2 separate regions of the Rattus norvegicus genome follow, and region 1 is linked to region 2. Evidence: chromatin contacts called from public Hi-C data. All regions are on one chromosome and are shown on one strand. The core of a region is the stretch at or near the end of the contact, and the rest is flanking DNA. Distances in the headings are between cores, read along the strand shown. Region 1 has its middle 48 kb from the start of Selenof. Region 2 holds the start of Selenof (selenoprotein F).

Region 1 (7,738 bases), core at 3,392-5,891, 49 kb after region 2:
TCTCCACAGTCCTATCCATCCAAATACCAGAAATCAAAGGGCAGCAATGCCACGTCAGGCACGTAGAACTAACAGGATGTGGTAGGACTTCGGCAAAGAGAAAAGACTGTCCTTGTGTGAAGAAACCACTATTTGAAAGGCTTTAAGCATTGTCCCGACCACTTAATCCTTTCATGGACTGGGCTTCACTTACAAGGGGTGTGGTACACACTCAGGCCCATCGTGACAATAGATGTTCCTGACTGAACTCAGGGCCCTTAGTTAGGAAAGTCTTTAGAAACGATTTGCTTTCATTCTGGAAAGAGCTCTTCCCTGGAGCCTCACATCTGTTCATTAACATCATGCGACTTCCTTGTACAAACTGACATTGCTTTTATCATCAAACTTTTCCAGAGAGCAATTTTTCATTTTCTGTAATCTGTGTTCCCTCCACACCTTCTAGAGTTTTCTGCTTATGAGCTATCTACCCTGAGTTTATTAGGAGGACCAGACCTTTTATTTGTATGTGATTTGAAGGAACTGTCAGAGTGTATATGACAGGAAAATTAATTTCTTCACCCAGACCTTAGGATGCTTTTTGGTGGCGATGATTTGACTTTAGGCTCTGTTGTTTGTTTGAGACAGCATCTCATCATATACTCTGTTCTGGCCTTGAACTTGTAATCCTCCTGTCTCAGCATCCTGAGTGTTGGGTTTAGAGGCATGCACAAATTACTCTTACTTTAGAAGTCAGCTCCTCACATTCAACCACATGGTACCAGAAGATTCTATTCTCTTGGGTTTGGCAAGCACAAATACATAACTATATAACATTCTTTCTCCCAGAAATTTAATTTTGTATGAGAAATTTTGCTTAAAGGAAGAGTTGGAAGGGGAACCTTACCTCCAAAGAGTCCCTTTCTTACACACTCAGAGCAGCTGTCTGTTAATAATAAAATGGTACATTCTTCTTGTGTCTGTGTGAACACATGTTTGTGTGTGCACACATGTTGACAGTGCACCTGCAGGCATGAGAGTGTATGATGGCCAGAAATCCATGTGGTTTGTCTTTCTTGATCATTAGGAGCCTGTGTGCTTGATAAAGTCCCTGCACTGATGAACAGCATTCCGTGGCAGTCCCAGGTCTCAGGATGCTAGAGGAGTGATTGGGCAGAGATTAGCAAGACCTAGATCTTTGCTGCCGTGTGTCATCAGTAGGCCAGTTCATTTTGGTTCAAGAACTGCTGGCACTTAGGTTGGTGAGGTGTCTCCGATGGTAAAAGGTGCTTACACCAAACCTCCCAGCCTGCGTTGCATCCCTGGGACTTGTAGAAGGTCTCCTATTAAGATGCCGTCTGACCTCGTATCCCATGGTAGTTATAGTCCCCACCTCCTAAAATAAATAGATGAAACGTGATGTAGAGCCAGACCTACTGATTCTCATTTAGCAGGGACACTGACCTGGGTTTAATAAAAGTGAGGTCACAAGTTGTTAGTGCACCAAGCAGAAGCAAAAGGGCTGAAAACCAAAGCCCGTGTTCACCCTTTCCTGACACACTGCCATGCTCTCCGGCCTCCACTTCTCCTCCATTTCCATCCCACGGACCACAAATGAGTGTGCTGTGCATCCCACATCAAGTCGTGCCATAGGAAGCTACACCATCTTCCTCCAGCTCACCCCCAGCCCCTCCATCCAACTAACTTCTCTCAATGGACGCCAACGCAGTCTTCCTCCTTATTTGGTGCTGCCTGTGAGAGCGCAGGTGTCAAGGGCTGAACTCTGTTCTCGCTCCTGCTGTGTGTCTGGGGCTCAGTACGGTGTCTAGCACAAAGGGGCTTTATAAACACTTCTAACGCAGTGAGCTGCTCATCCCCAGGACCCGATGGATCATTGATCCAGTGATCCTTCCCACTTGAAGTTTCCCTACTCTGCCCCCTTCAGGGCCCTGCTTGATGTCTCTCGCCCGCATCAGCACTCGTAACTTAGCACCCGGCTACATCCCACATTGTTGGCGTTCTTTCCGTCTTCAGGTAACGACGCTGGTGGCTGTCCTCTGCCCCTCCTAGGGCATCTGCTTGCTCTGTAAACATGGAGCTCACTCCTTAGAAGCAGGTACTTAAATCTAACATCTGCAACTTGCCATCAAGAGCTCTACTGAGCTCTGAAGATGAGGGCTGCGGTGTTCAGCTTTCAAATAAATCAGCTTAATTCCAGGAAAGTCTGAGTAGCTGCAGGAAATTAGAGAGCTAGAACACGCTGCCTTGATCCAAAGAACACGAAATCTTCCATACAGCAACGTCATTTCTTAAGAAGGGTGATAAATCCCACTGACGGGAACATCGGGGCTCTGTCTCTTCCACAGATCCCATCCTTCCCCTGTCAGAACACCTCCACCCCCCAGTTCCCTTTTCCGATCACTGAAGAACCTCTCCAGTGATGCTTCTGGGACCCTTTTTGTGTGCAGTGATTTACTGTCGCCCCTTGTTGGGCTGCCTGCTCAAAACCCAAGACTTTGCAGATGCACCCCCACCCCCACCTCGCTCCTCTGGGGAGATTTAGTGGCAGTTACATTTCAACTTTCTTGGCAGCAGCCCGTGGCCTCCAACCAGAGCAACTGCAGAACGGACTTAGAACAAGAATGGCTGCCCTGGAAGTTTCCACTAGGTGAGAGGAATAATAAATGAGTTTCTTTACCATTAGGTAGTCTGTGACCTGCCAGATGAATTAAGGTCATATTTTATCAAATTGAAGCGTGCATCAGAGCCCTTTCCAATGTTATAATACAAATCTCAAACTGGCTTCATCCAGACAGGAAGTCAGTGGTAGCCCTAATGGAAGAGCCCAGTGCTGTCTGGCTTTACATACAGCCTCAGAAAAGAGAGAACATTAGCCCATTGCCTGATATTCTTTTTAAGATTAATTTTTATTTTTGAATATGTGTTGTCTCCCACATGTATGCAGGTACCCGCAGAGGCCAGAAGGGGGTGCAATATCCCTTAGACATGGGGCTATTAACTTCCTGATGTGGGTTCTGGGAACTGAACTTCAGCCCTGAGTCGTCTCTCTGGGCCCCATCACGTGCTCCTGTAAATAGTTTTAGTGGCACAAAGCCACATATCTTCTTTTACATAATGTAATGTCTAGGGCGGCTCTCGAGCCATAATGCATTGGATCCTTGCAGGAATGATCTGATCTATTTATGATCTGGCCTTTTCCAGTAAGAGCTTACCAGTCCCTGACTCCAGGGCTTGGGTGACATCATCAGGATTCTCAAGCCATCCATTGACTACAGTCTTTCTCCCGGATGACCTTGCTCTCAGCTTCTTTCTGTTCTGATATTCCTTCCTGCAAATAAGCCTCGGCTGAAAGATCATTTCTCTTCTGGTAACTCTTTGAAAAGCCCTTGAAGTTGCTTTCAACTGGCAACTTGGATGAGGTATTCATCCCTCAATTGATGACCGACAGGAAGAATTGCCGCACGTGGCTTGGTCTGAGTTACCCTTCCAGCTCTGGTGGGGTAGGGCCAGCCACTTCCAGGACAAATGGACAGAGAATGATGGAGTGTCCCTCCCAAAGGCAAAACAAAACAAAACAAAAACACCACCACCAACAAAACCCACTATCTCCAGTATGAAACCTCTTCCCCTACCCCGAGGCTGGATGCATTCTAATCTTGGACAGTGCCCAGGGTGGGTTAATGAGACTCGTGTGTGTGATCTCAGACCCCAAGGCAGTCCTAGTAATGACAATGACCTGCTATTGATGAGTTTTGATGGCAGACTACAGTAAGCACTTCATTAGATACAGTCTTGTTTGTTCTCCAGACAACTATGAACTGGGCGTTTTTAACTTCTACTTTACAAATTCGGTAAGGACAAGTGAGAGGTTTGGTAAAGGCCTGCTCTGAGGAAGCGTGGTATGAAACCATAAGCAACGGTATGGCTTGATTGTGGTCATTGTTCTTATTAATGTCAGCAGACGTCCTTTGAATCCCACCAACCTGAATCAAGTCCTGGATTTGTTCTCAACCCTAGGAGTCACAGCTAGATGGTAAGTTACAGGAAGAGAGGGGTCATATTTGTCCTTAATCCTGCTCTGGTCACTGTGTCCCTAGTTGGCACACAGTAAACACCTTAACAAACTGGTATTGAGGACAACTTTTCTAAGCCTGACGTTTTAAATGTGACATAGTAAAATACATGTGCATAACTCAGGAAGGGATTGCACAGCACAGAACATGCAGAACACAGCTTGTGCTAGGTGTAATGACACTGGCCCTTAGTGAGTGTCCAATTGCCTACTAAACTACACCCTGAAACGAACAGGTTGGTTCGTCTGATTCTCAAACCCCTGCCTCCACGTTACAAGTGAACCGTGAACCGAGTCTGTGTTCTTCTTTGTCACAAGTACTGAGGATGTGTCCCACCCTCTCGCCAGTGAGTCCAACTCTTTCTATTAACTTCCAGGACTCTGAGGCATTTCATTCAAGTTCTGCGAAGTGATGGCCTCTCCTTTTCTCTCCTGCATTATTGGGAGAAATAAAAGCAGCTTTCTTCAAAAACACAATGAAGACTTTTCTCTCAGCCCTCCTTCTCTTTTCCCCATTATTTCCAGAGAGCAAGGTTGGGCTGCAGGAGGCTCTGTTGCCTGGCAGGAGCCTGCAATTCACAGAGAGCCAACAGTGGGAGCCAGCCAGGCTCTGGCCTCGCCAGACCTCCCTCCCCGCTCCAGTAGGTCCTTCTTTCCCAGAATTGCCTGCTGCCATCTGCTGGCCGTATGATGTTAAGACGGTCACCACGGTGATGTCTCCCAAATGAGCCTCCTTCCAGCTTCCAGGCACCTTCCTGGGCCTCTGGTAGACAGTGCCAGCAGGCAGACCAACAGAAGATTTCAAGGTAAGGTTCTCAGACAGACGTGGCTGGAAAGAATCGACTCACAGCCCAAATGAGGGAAATGCAAACCATGAATCCTTCTCCCATCTGACAAACGCGCTTCCTTGCCCGGAGCCCCCTGCTTCTCATCCCCAACCCATCTCTCATCCACCAGCACCCTGCCATTCTTTCGGTCACACCAGCAGCTCCCATAAGCTGTATCACCACAACAATCGTACTAATTAATTTTCTTTTTCGCAAATAGTTTCCTATGGAAAAGTTATAAGAATAGTCACAAAGAATTCCCCTACATTCTTCTTCCAGCCAAGCCCACTGAAGATTTTCCAGTGGAGTCAGCAGCTTTTTGTAATCAGAGGATCCAAACCAGGGTCACACATTTTCCTGCTTCTCATGCATCTCAATGTCTTCCTCATTTGGAACATTCCTGACTTCTGCTTCTATTCCACTTAAGGATAGATGTTAGCATTGTAAGCAGTTCCAGCCAGTGTTATAGAATGCCTTCGGCCTGAGTCTGTCTGATGCTGTCTAGCCAGTGTGTGCATAACTGGCAAAAATGTAACAGACATGGGTCATTTCACAGCACTGACTCCGGGGACCCACACTGTGTTTCCTATGGTATGACTTTGGGTCACTTTTAGTATCCTCGTCTGTGTGGATGTCTTTGAATGACACTTGTCTGCCTGGCATACTAGGAGGTCAGAAGAGGTTGTCAATCCCCTGGAACTGGAACTACAGGTGGTTGTGAGCCACCATGTGGGTGCTGGGAATTGAACCCTGGGTCATCTGGAAGAACAGCCAGTGTTCTTCCTGACTACTGACCCATTTCCTGGCCCCATCAGCTTGCTTTTTATAATACGGTACCTGCCAGGAGAATGATGTCTCAAACAGTGGGTTCTGCAACATCAATTAACAGTTAAGATAGTGCCCTACAGACAAGCCCACGGGCCAGTCCAATCCAAGTGATTCTCCAGGGTCTCAGGTGTGAGTCCCTTCTCAGCTGGCTCTAGGGTATGTCCAAGTCAACTAGTTAAAGCTGACAGGTAAAGTTAACTAGGATGTTAGTCTTCCATAGCTCATGGCCCTGCTGGACCACTGACTCTTCTGCTTGGCCTCACCTGATGCTGTTTTCAGAAAGTTAGGAGAGGGAGTAAAAGGGAGAGAAGGAAAATAATACTGTATTTTGAGACTAGAAAAAGATGTTCATTCTTAACCACTATTGTCACAGATTATTCTGTGTTCTCCACAGAAGTATACACTTTGAGAAAGCCATGACTATGTCTCCCTTACTCATTCATGGTGGGTTGTAGCTCCAGGATCTAATGGGATGGCTGTTGCACTTCCTGTCTTCCCAACCAGAGCAGCAGGCATGCAGAGCCTGGCTTACATAGGTTCTCAGAGCTGAACTGAAATCCTCACCAATGAGCTATTGCCCCAGCCCAGCGTTTATTTATCATTGATAGCTGTGTGTGTGTGCTGGGGAGTTTGTTTATTTTATAATTTAGAGACTGGAAAGTAAGATCTGTGCTCCAACAGATTCTATGTCTGATGTTGGTTCTCTGCTCTGTAGACCGCACGTTCTAGGTGTCTCTTCATAAAACGGAAGGGTCAGGCAAGCATGCCCTTCCAGTTTCCTTATAAAGGTACTGACTCACTTCATGAGAGCAAAGATCTTTATTTTTTTTTATTATTTTATGTGTATGTGTGCCTGAGTATATGCATTAATACCACATGCTTACAGGAACTCTTGGAAGCCAGAAAAGGGCATAGGATCCCCTGGAACTGGGTTACAGGTGGTTGTGAGCCACCACAGGGGTACGCAGAACCAAACCAGGGTCCCCTGCAAAGAGCTCCTAACCACTGGGCCATCTGGCCCACCTCTTGGTGCCTCCATGCTGTGGATGAGATTTCAGTGTCAGCCTCTGGGGAACAAACACTCAGACTCTGGCTGTCACACAGGCAGGAAGACGAAGGACTTCACGATGAGAAAGAACTGGTGCTGGATCTGGCAGCCTGCTTCCAGGCCCTCCTCATCACTCCTGTGCTAACATTTTCTTTCTAATAGGTATAATTATTTGGCCCCAATTGCCAGCAGCAAACATCAACCCTAGTCTACCCGCCCCAGCCTCCTCCTAACATCAAGTCCTAATGCATGTGTGCTTTCCTCGCTCGAAAGGCATGCTTTTCAGGGCCTGATGGGAGGGAAGGAACAGCTGGACCCTTTCAGCACATCCATTAGGAAGTGATAGAGCGCTCGCTCGCTTGCTCGGAAGTGCAGCTGCCAGGATGAAAGCCTTTGCTCAGCACAAAGGGCTTCAAGCACAGAACCCAGCCTTTCCCCTCCCTCATGTCTACAGGGTCACAGTGGTTGGAAGCAAGAGTCAAGGTGACACTTTTTGTTCTGCCTACTGGAGTACAGGTACCTGGCTGGTCAAAACTTCATAAGCAGAAGTGGCCAAAGCCTCTCTGCTCCTCACTAGACCCTGCGAAGAGGCCCAGGGTGATTGCTACAGGGCCCAACCTTCCTAACCACAGACCTCCAGCTTCAGCCAGGGTTATCCCTGTAGACCCGGGTAGGGAAAGAGGTGTGAAATCTCAAAAGAGCTATTTCTGACTCCTAGATAAGGCAGTGAACTGACCTCCTCTGTTTTATCCATCCATCTGCAGCCAGACTTTCCAACCCCTTGGAATAATCTAGAACCATTTTAATGAAAATATCACCACCAAAGATTAAGATTCAAGTTTAGGTGGTCAGATGGCCCATTCAAAGGAGCCCTCGTGACCCCTCTGTGCAGCCAGAGCCCACCACCCCACCCTCTGTGCAGCCAGAGCCCACCACCCTACCCTCTGTGTGAAGCCAGAGTTCATT
Region 2 (7,832 bases), core at 899-3,398:
AGTCACTTTTTTCCTGTAAAGCTGGATCATGAGTGAGGCCAGACTATGACTGTAAGTACTGTACAGAGGAGCCACGCGGAAGGCAAAGGTATATATTGTACAACCTTCAGTATTTAAAATGAATAATTTCTAGCATGCAAAACCTTTTTAAATCCAGTACATAAGTTCAATGGGTCTTCATAATTTCACTCTAGAAATGAAGGCTGGAGGTACCTTTGGCTTCTCTTCCACACTGAGCTGGAATCAATCAAATGATACGTTCTTTTATAACACTAAGAACAGTGTTGAAGGGTTCTGTAAAAATCTATCAAAACTTGGAAATATCTACTATATATAAAATGTAAATTCTTTTCTGGTACTTCTTTTCTTGAAAATTAATCCACACTCCCAAGCTGCAGCTAGCCGTTCCTCAAGGTAAATTTAAATCGTGTTTAAGAAACAGGCTAGGTCAAAGTGTACTCAACAGCTGCTTCCCACATTCAAATTACATCCTCTGAGCTGATTTACAAGTGCCGAGTACATTTTTTTTTAAATCAGAACGCGTCAATCATTAAGTCTCTCTGTCTCCAGAACACTTCCAAATACCAAAGTTCTCCACTATCCGGAAGCACCGACTATCCGCGCTTTCGACTGCTGTTGCACAAGCTCGCACTGTAATTTTGTGTTTCAGGAATCCTTTCCCATTCCAACACAGAAAGAAACCCACATGGCTCGCTCTTGCCACTCTTTTCCTTTCACACAGTAAACCCTGTAATTCCGAACCCTCGACGTCCCTCTCTTGTCCACGCAATCAGCCTACACTTATGACCCTACTCTCAAGCCCAAATCAACCAGTTCAGCGCCACTCATAGAGAACTTCGGTTCCCCAGACGTTACGTTCCGTACCATCAGAGCTTTTCATCTGCTCCGCTGTGCCACACTGCCAGCCTACCTAAGCTGTCAGTTCTAAGGTCCCTTATCGCCCTAGGCTCAGGCATGCCTGCCACTCACTACAGTAAGCTGCTTTCACTCCCCATCATTCCCGGACTCTTCCATTTCTACCTGTCTCCCCTCGATGAATCTCCCCACGACCACCATCCCCAAAGGATTCTGTGCCCAGGTGGCCCTAATTCAAATTCCAGTCCCCATCGCCGCACATGACTGGGGCTTTCCAGAACCATTCGGAAGAGATGAGAGAGTGAGCGTTCGTGCCCTCAAGCTGCACCAGCTCCATGCAGACTCGGGTCCCCTCTCTCCGTGGAGGGCCAACGGGGCAGCCCTCCGGCCAGGGACCTCGGGCGTCCAGCGCCCCGGCCCAGCATCCCTCCCCGGTGGCGGGAGCTCGACGTGCCTGGGTCCCAGCTCTCGGGACTCTTCGATGCCCCCTGCGGAAGCCCACTTGGCTATACCCGGCAATGCCTACCCGCCAGCCCGGCCCCGGCGCACAGCTCGGCTGCCTCACCTAGCTTCGCCCGGGACTCCTCCAGCTTCTGGATCTGGTTCTCCAAGAAGAGCATCGCCACCGCGAAGGCCACCACCGCCAGCAGCTGCAACTTGGGCGGCATCATAATCCTGAGGAGCCCCATGAAACCCGCCGCTCGCGATCAAGACATACCGCGGGGGGCGGGGAGCGGGGGCCCCGAGGGCGACGGAAGCGCCGGGAGGAGACCCCGACCCCGGAGCTGCGCGGGCTGCCGCGCCGCAGCGACCCCCTCCTCCTCCTCTCCGGTCTCCCGCCCGCGGGAGCCAGCGCCGGCCGCCCGGTGCACGCTTCTCCCCGGCCCACTCGACGGCCCTGGCGCCCTCCTGCCGCTGCCGCCTGGCTTCGGGACCCCGCGGCCGCACGCCCTCTTCCCTCTCTTCCTCCCTTCCCTCCCTCGGTCGCTCGCGGCCGCGCGCTCCTCCAGCGGCGCTGCGGCTGCGGCTGCGCCGCCCTCGGCCCGCCCCCTCCCCTCCCCCTCGGCCACCATGCGCACGCCTTGACGCACGCTGCCCGGCAACCAGAGGCTCCACCCCCGTCCTTCCGTACAGTGGCGTTCATTGGTCCGAAGAACGGCCGCTTATCGCCCTTTCGGTTCGATTTACGGTTGGGTTCCTTGCCACAGGCCTCAAGCAAGGCGTTTTTCGATTGGGTAAATTCGGGGGAGGCGGGGCTAGTAATGAACGAGCTGGGACTTCGTGGATAGCCGCTGTAATGTCGTGAATTAGAAGCCCCGGTGTAGGGAGTCTAGGAAAGCGCCTGATTTGAATCCCTAAAAGAACCTGAGGGCTGTTTAATAGCCGATCACTTTCAGGCTTCTGTAGTCGACTAACTAACACTCGTCTTTGTGGAGTAATAGGCTTGTAGCAGTGGCCTTTTGCGGCGGGCTTCGCATCAGGCAGTGCAGTGGACGTCCCCGGCACAAGGGTCCTCAGACTCCTAAAGATTGACGGCAGACCGCAAGGATGGCGGCAGGGCAGGGCGGGTGGCTCCGGCCCGCGCTGGGGCTTCGCTTACTGCTGGCGACTGCGTTTCAAGCGGTGAGTGTGGACCGCCTCTGTGGCTGCCTCAAGGCCTGTCGGAGGGCGAGGATGTGGAAGGGCAAACCCGCGGCCACGCATGGGAACCGCCGGTGGAACAGGGCTGTCTTTATCGCCGCTTCCATCCGGAGTGAAACGTGGCAGATTTCCAGCCGGAGCTCTAGAGGCGATGGTCTCCTCACTTCAGGCAGCTAAAATCGATTTTTGTAAGAACGCAGTGGGTACATAAAGTCAGTAATGCTTAGGAAGAGGGGCTTTTCTTTTAATGAGACACAAGTAAATGAGAACTACCACTGCTTACAAGTCTCCGAAACCTTAAAGGGACATTATCTTGGTTTTGGTTCAGGCAAGCGCTTTTCCTCGTTAGCCAGAATGCATAGGTTCTGGATCTCTGAGAGGAGAAAACCTAGTTTTGACTTACTTAGCTACTTATGAAACGACTGTATTTTGGTAAACTCCTCTGTGGAAGTTTTTCTCCCATATTTTACATGTCTTGTACTAAGGGTATTTAAGTGGTTTGTCCCAAGATTTTGGAAAGTTACGATTATACCGTGGCTCTCTAAATACTTTGTTTTTCATAGATCCAGTACTTTGCAAATGTTGTCTCTGCTCTTATTACTTTGTCCGAAAGGTGGATTCTTAGCGTCTCACGTTGTAATACGATATCGTTTTGAGACATCTGGTACCTTTAGGTAACATTTAGGGGGCATCCCTTTAAACTTTCCATACTGGAGAGAACCGTGAGTCGTTTGGTTTCTCTTCCTAAACTTTCTATACCGGAGAGATAAGTGAGTCGTTTGCTTTCTCTTCCCATCGTAGTCACTTGAATTTGTTACCACTACTAAATGTTACAAAGGAGTGATGTTCTCAAACTACCTTCTACCTTCTAAATTTCAAGAGAGTGGCTTTGTAACTCCCCACCCCCCATCAAAGTTTTAAACAGTTTAAAACGGTCCTTTAGGTTGGGGAAGCAGTTCTCTCATGTATGCACTGTATGAGCTAGTTGGTTAATTTAAGAACCCAACGCTACTGTGATTCCTAATCCGTGCCATTAACTGAGACCACTTAGTTCTGCTTCCAGCCTCTCATCTCCCAACAGACCAGACTGACTTATTTTTCTCAGCAATCTCAGGACAATACTCCAAAAGAGCAAAGGCCTCTTAAGACCTCGTCGTGGAAACCACACACCTCTCTGGGGCGACCGAGGCTAAAAATAGAAAGCCAGGTCCTCCCACTGTGCGAACAGATCCAAGCTCCATCACATCAGACTTGTCAAATTAAGTCCCCAGACCAAGCCTCAGGTAAACATTGAGACCCCACAGCCATATGGGAAGAATGACAGAATTGCATTGCAAAGAAATGTCTGTACATACGAGGACCAGAGCAGGAAGAGTTTATGGCTTTGTGTATGCCACGGCGACTGTCCACAAATGTAACTTAAACTTAAACACTCCTTCCTTTATGTACTGCACAGTTACCTAGCCTTACTAATTCTTACTCCCTCAATATACCTGAAAACTAGTTCAATATTATGAGACCTTTCTCCTTGAAAGTAACAGCCTACTGGTTTTTCTCTGAATTGCAATTCAGTCCAGTGTATGGGCTTGCCTATGATTTATTAACTGGTTTCCACTTCTAATTTCTTTCTCATTCTGCCCTTACCTGTCTAGAGTAATATCTCTGAAATTTAAACTTGTTGTGCTCTAAAAAAAAAAACTTCCCACTTGCCTTGAAGATGAAGTTTGTCTTTACATGTTCCTTTGCAAGTTCTTCACCAGGCTTACTTCCTGGTGCTTCCGTGTTCTGCTGGGAGAACAAAAGGCGAGGAAGAGCTGGGGTACTTGCTCAGGTAAATCTCATGTAGTTTGTTCTCTCTCAGAAGCTGTCTCCCTTACACCCATAAAAATGATTGTCATCTGACTACTATCTGAACCTCCTTCCACCATGTGGGTCCTGAGGATTGAACTCAGGTCCTCAGGCTTGGCAGCATGCATCTTTACCCACTGAGCCATCTGGCCACCCCTCAGCCTTCAGTTTTCAGCTCTAAGAAATTACCTCCTCCAGAAAAACAATCTCTCTGCCCCCAGCTAAAGCCATTCAGTGCATTAGTGGTGGTCAGGACCTGATCTCTCAGCTACCTTTAATTTTCTATTGTTTCTTGAAGTGTCATTCTCCCAGTGTGCTAACTGGATCTCACCTTAAAGAAGGGCCTGTTCCTGATTACTTTTTGTCTGTACTGACATACTTGGAGGGGCACCTTGACATCTAAATAGGATGCTTCATGAGTAAGCTAGGGGATCTACAAGCAAAGGTCTTACTGCCTGGACAGATGAAGCCTGCTTGTAAGTTATTGTTGACCCTCGATTCCAGTTAACTTCTTCTGGGTCTGTTACAAGTGGTCCCAGCTGGAGTGTCATTGACAATTGACGGTACAGACCACTCGGAAAACTCTCCTGGTAATCACTAAGTACTAGATTGAAACCTTTTTAGGGCAGATGTCAGCTTCATTCTGTTCTTTGTAAATGAGGACTATAAATTAGTGTATATTAGAAAAATAAAATACAAATAAGACCATATAAAATCAATCTCTCTCTCTCTCTCTCTCTCTCTCTCTCTCTCTCTCTCTCTCTCTCTCTCTCGATACTGCGCTGTTTAGTTTTAAATTTAAAAAGAACTTTAGATGTGTTTTCAAATTTTAACTTTTAACAGCTGTCATCTAAGCACACTGGTTTACTCTGCTTCTTAGTTTTCTGTTTTTCTCCGTGATTACTCAGAATATAATGCTTAACTCCATCTACTTCACAGACTTAAGGTCAGAGCCAGGCGTGTTGGTGCCTCTTGTAATCTGAGCTGCTGCTTGTAATCACAGCATTCAGGGGGCTGAAATGGGAGGATCCGACATTTGAGACTAACCTGGGCTACATGTAGCAAGTTCCAATCCAGCCCAAGCGATATAACAAGACTGTTTTAAAGGATGGACCAAAAAGCAGAACTTACAAAGTCTTAACTTCCTGGTGATGCATAGGGGTGTGTAGAATTATTGGAAATACAAAAAAAAAAAAAAAAAGTTAGGCAAATTCTTGGATTTTGCAATTGGGGAAAAGACCAAGTAAACTGGACACTTGTCAGGTGAAAGTCACACAGTGTGGCTTTGGAACCGCAGGAAGGAGTAAAAACTACTTCATGACGCCTTGAAGTGGAGCCTTAGCTCACGCTTCAGTTGAGAATTTAGTGTCTGCACCTGCACTCTAATTTCAAGTGAGTGGCAGTGCTCTCTTAACAGCTTTCCGTGAGATGACAGCTGGAGTAATAGCAAATGCTTCAACCTGGACTACGTCCTGAGCATGGGTAAAGATTACAACAGTACATTGTGGTGGGACCTAAAGCTCTTTAACAAAGCTCCTCAGACCTGGTTATGCAGTCCTTTGTTCAGCTCGAGCATCTCCGTGTTTATAGTCTTTCCTGGAAACTATAGAGTGAGCTGTGCACCCTTCAATCGGAGACACTCATCACCCATCTGGCCACAGTTTGACTCTCTTCTCCGAGTATCCTGTGAGCAGTGGGTGGCACGATTAGGGTTGTTAGTATTTTTCTTATTACTGATCTAACCATGATGCATCACCGAATTCCACACAGTAAGATAAGTCAGAGGTTAGCCTGTTTGCTGTTCATTTAACAATGACTGAGACTGGATGATTTTTAAAGAACCTCATTTTGGTACCCAGTTGTGGAGACTGCATAGTATAATCTGGACAACCACAGCACCCCTGACTGGTGAGCACCCCTGACTGTAATCCTAGCAGAGAATGAGAAAGCTGCACATAGCAACTTCCCCACACAAGGACTACGTGAATCAACATGTAAGGGTCACGCACCTCTAACTAGACCACCTCACTACACTGTATTGAGAAACCGGGCTTCTACCACGTGGGTTTTGGTGAGGACATACACAGTCAGACCATTGCAGAATTTTAAAGGCAGGCTAAGATTAGACTGTTATTAATTAGTGTGTAGTGTCTGTGTGCTTGCAAAGACCAGAAATTAATCATCGGGTGCCTTCCTTTTTGGCTCCGAGACGGTCTTTTACTGATCCCAGAGCTCAGTGTTCGGCTGGATTAGATCTCCGGCAAGCTCCAGGGACCCATCCGTTCCTCTGGCTCGAGACTCATGTCCTCATGAACATTTGGCATTTTACCAACCAAGCCATCTCTCCATTCCCAGGATTAAAAATCTTAATGCAAGTTTTTCTTGTGTAGTCTGACAAGTTTTCTTACCGTCCTGTCTGTGTCCTAAGCATGGTTAGTAGTAAATGGAATGATAAAGTACACCGCAGAACATCTGATGGTTTGTAAGACCTTTAGTAATGGCGATGCTTCTGGCATTCAGTGTGTCGGAATTCATCCTGTCTAACCCCGTCCGTTTGTCTCCAGATCCGAAATCTGTTCAGAATTGCCTCCTCACCACTTCCTCGGCTCCACTGAGGTCCTGGGATCCGGCTGGCTTTGCACTCTGTCCAGTACTGGAATTACAGATATGCATTCCAGACCCTAGCTTTTGTTTAGGTGGACGCCGACGATCCAGACTCAGGTTTCAAGCTTATTCAGCAAGGACTTTCCCCAGCCCGTGTTTCTGCAAGTTCTTAAGCAGTTCGCAGTTTTCAAAGTGAATTCGCTTTTACATGTTTCAGTTCCTGGCTGCAAAACAAATCCCCCTGAACCTAGTCGCATAAACAGTTGATTTTTGCCTTCAGGTTGGCAGGTTATCCATTTCCCTGAAGCTAGGGTGTGTACAATGGAGTCTGCTTTCAGACGAGTGAGGTGTCAGTTCCAGGCAGGCACAGCAGGGACTTGCCTGCTTCAGACCTCAGCTGAAAGGCTGGAGTCTGAAATCGGAAGGCGTTTTGCTCACAGTTTGGTAGTTCATAATGATATCAGCTGGGGACCTTGGTTGCTCTCTGCATGATTCTGTCTGTGCTGTATCTCTAACTTAGGCTTCTCTGCGGCATGGTGACCACACTCCAGAGTTGATGTTTCTTGGTGGAGGGTGTAGGCAGGCAGAGAACCCCCAACACACACAAACACACACACACACACACACACACACACACACACACACAAACAAACACACACACACTCCCCTCCCCCCATGTTGGAGGACTGCTCTCGAGCTCGCTCGAGCTCGCGCTCTCTCTCTCTCTCTCTCTCTCTCTCTCTCTCTCCCCCTCCCTCTCCCTCTCTCCATGTTGGAGGACTGCCCGTCACATGGAAATAAGATATAGTACATGGTGATGGCAGTTTTCTCCAATCTGCCATATTGCTGTCCCTGATTTTAAG

Evidence for each region. A called contact is a pair of places that touch in the nucleus more often than the background predicts.
Region 1: a Hi-C map of Schwann cells shows a contact between it and region 2, with 5 times the contacts expected there. The contact joins the enhancer-like site here to the promoter of Selenof in region 2. A contact is called at or near these places in 6 of 12 Hi-C or Micro-C datasets (the A7r5 cell line, Schwann cells, frontal cortex and 3 more) and 1 of 1 datasets of contacts at active chromatin or transcription factors (oligodendrocytes).

Annotation. Positions count from the first base shown.
Region 1 is chr2:236,346,305-236,354,042 of GRCr8, forward strand. No RefSeq gene overlaps it. Among named protein-coding and RNA genes, the nearest start is that of Selenof, 48 kb to the left of the region's middle. Within about 2 kb of position 4,642, at least 14 of the 93 cell types and tissues checked have an H3K27ac peak or open chromatin away from gene starts, as enhancers often do. A contact at or near this core is called in the A7r5 cell line and Schwann cells, where this site is marked.
Region 2 is chr2:236,300,291-236,308,122 of GRCr8, forward strand. Selenof (selenoprotein F) reads left to right here and starts at 2,149. Exons shown (of 5, transcript NM_133297.2): 1 at 2,149-2,499. The coding sequence starts at 2,425. It overlaps Hs2st1 (heparan sulfate 2-O-sulfotransferase 1), which reads right to left and starts at 1,843. Exons shown (of 7, transcript NM_001100518.1): 1 at 1,442-1,843. The coding sequence starts at 1,565. LOC120100962 (a long non-coding RNA gene) reads left to right here and starts at 2,506. Exons shown (of 2, transcript XR_005501383.2): 1 at 2,506-3,800; 2 at 4,267-7,832.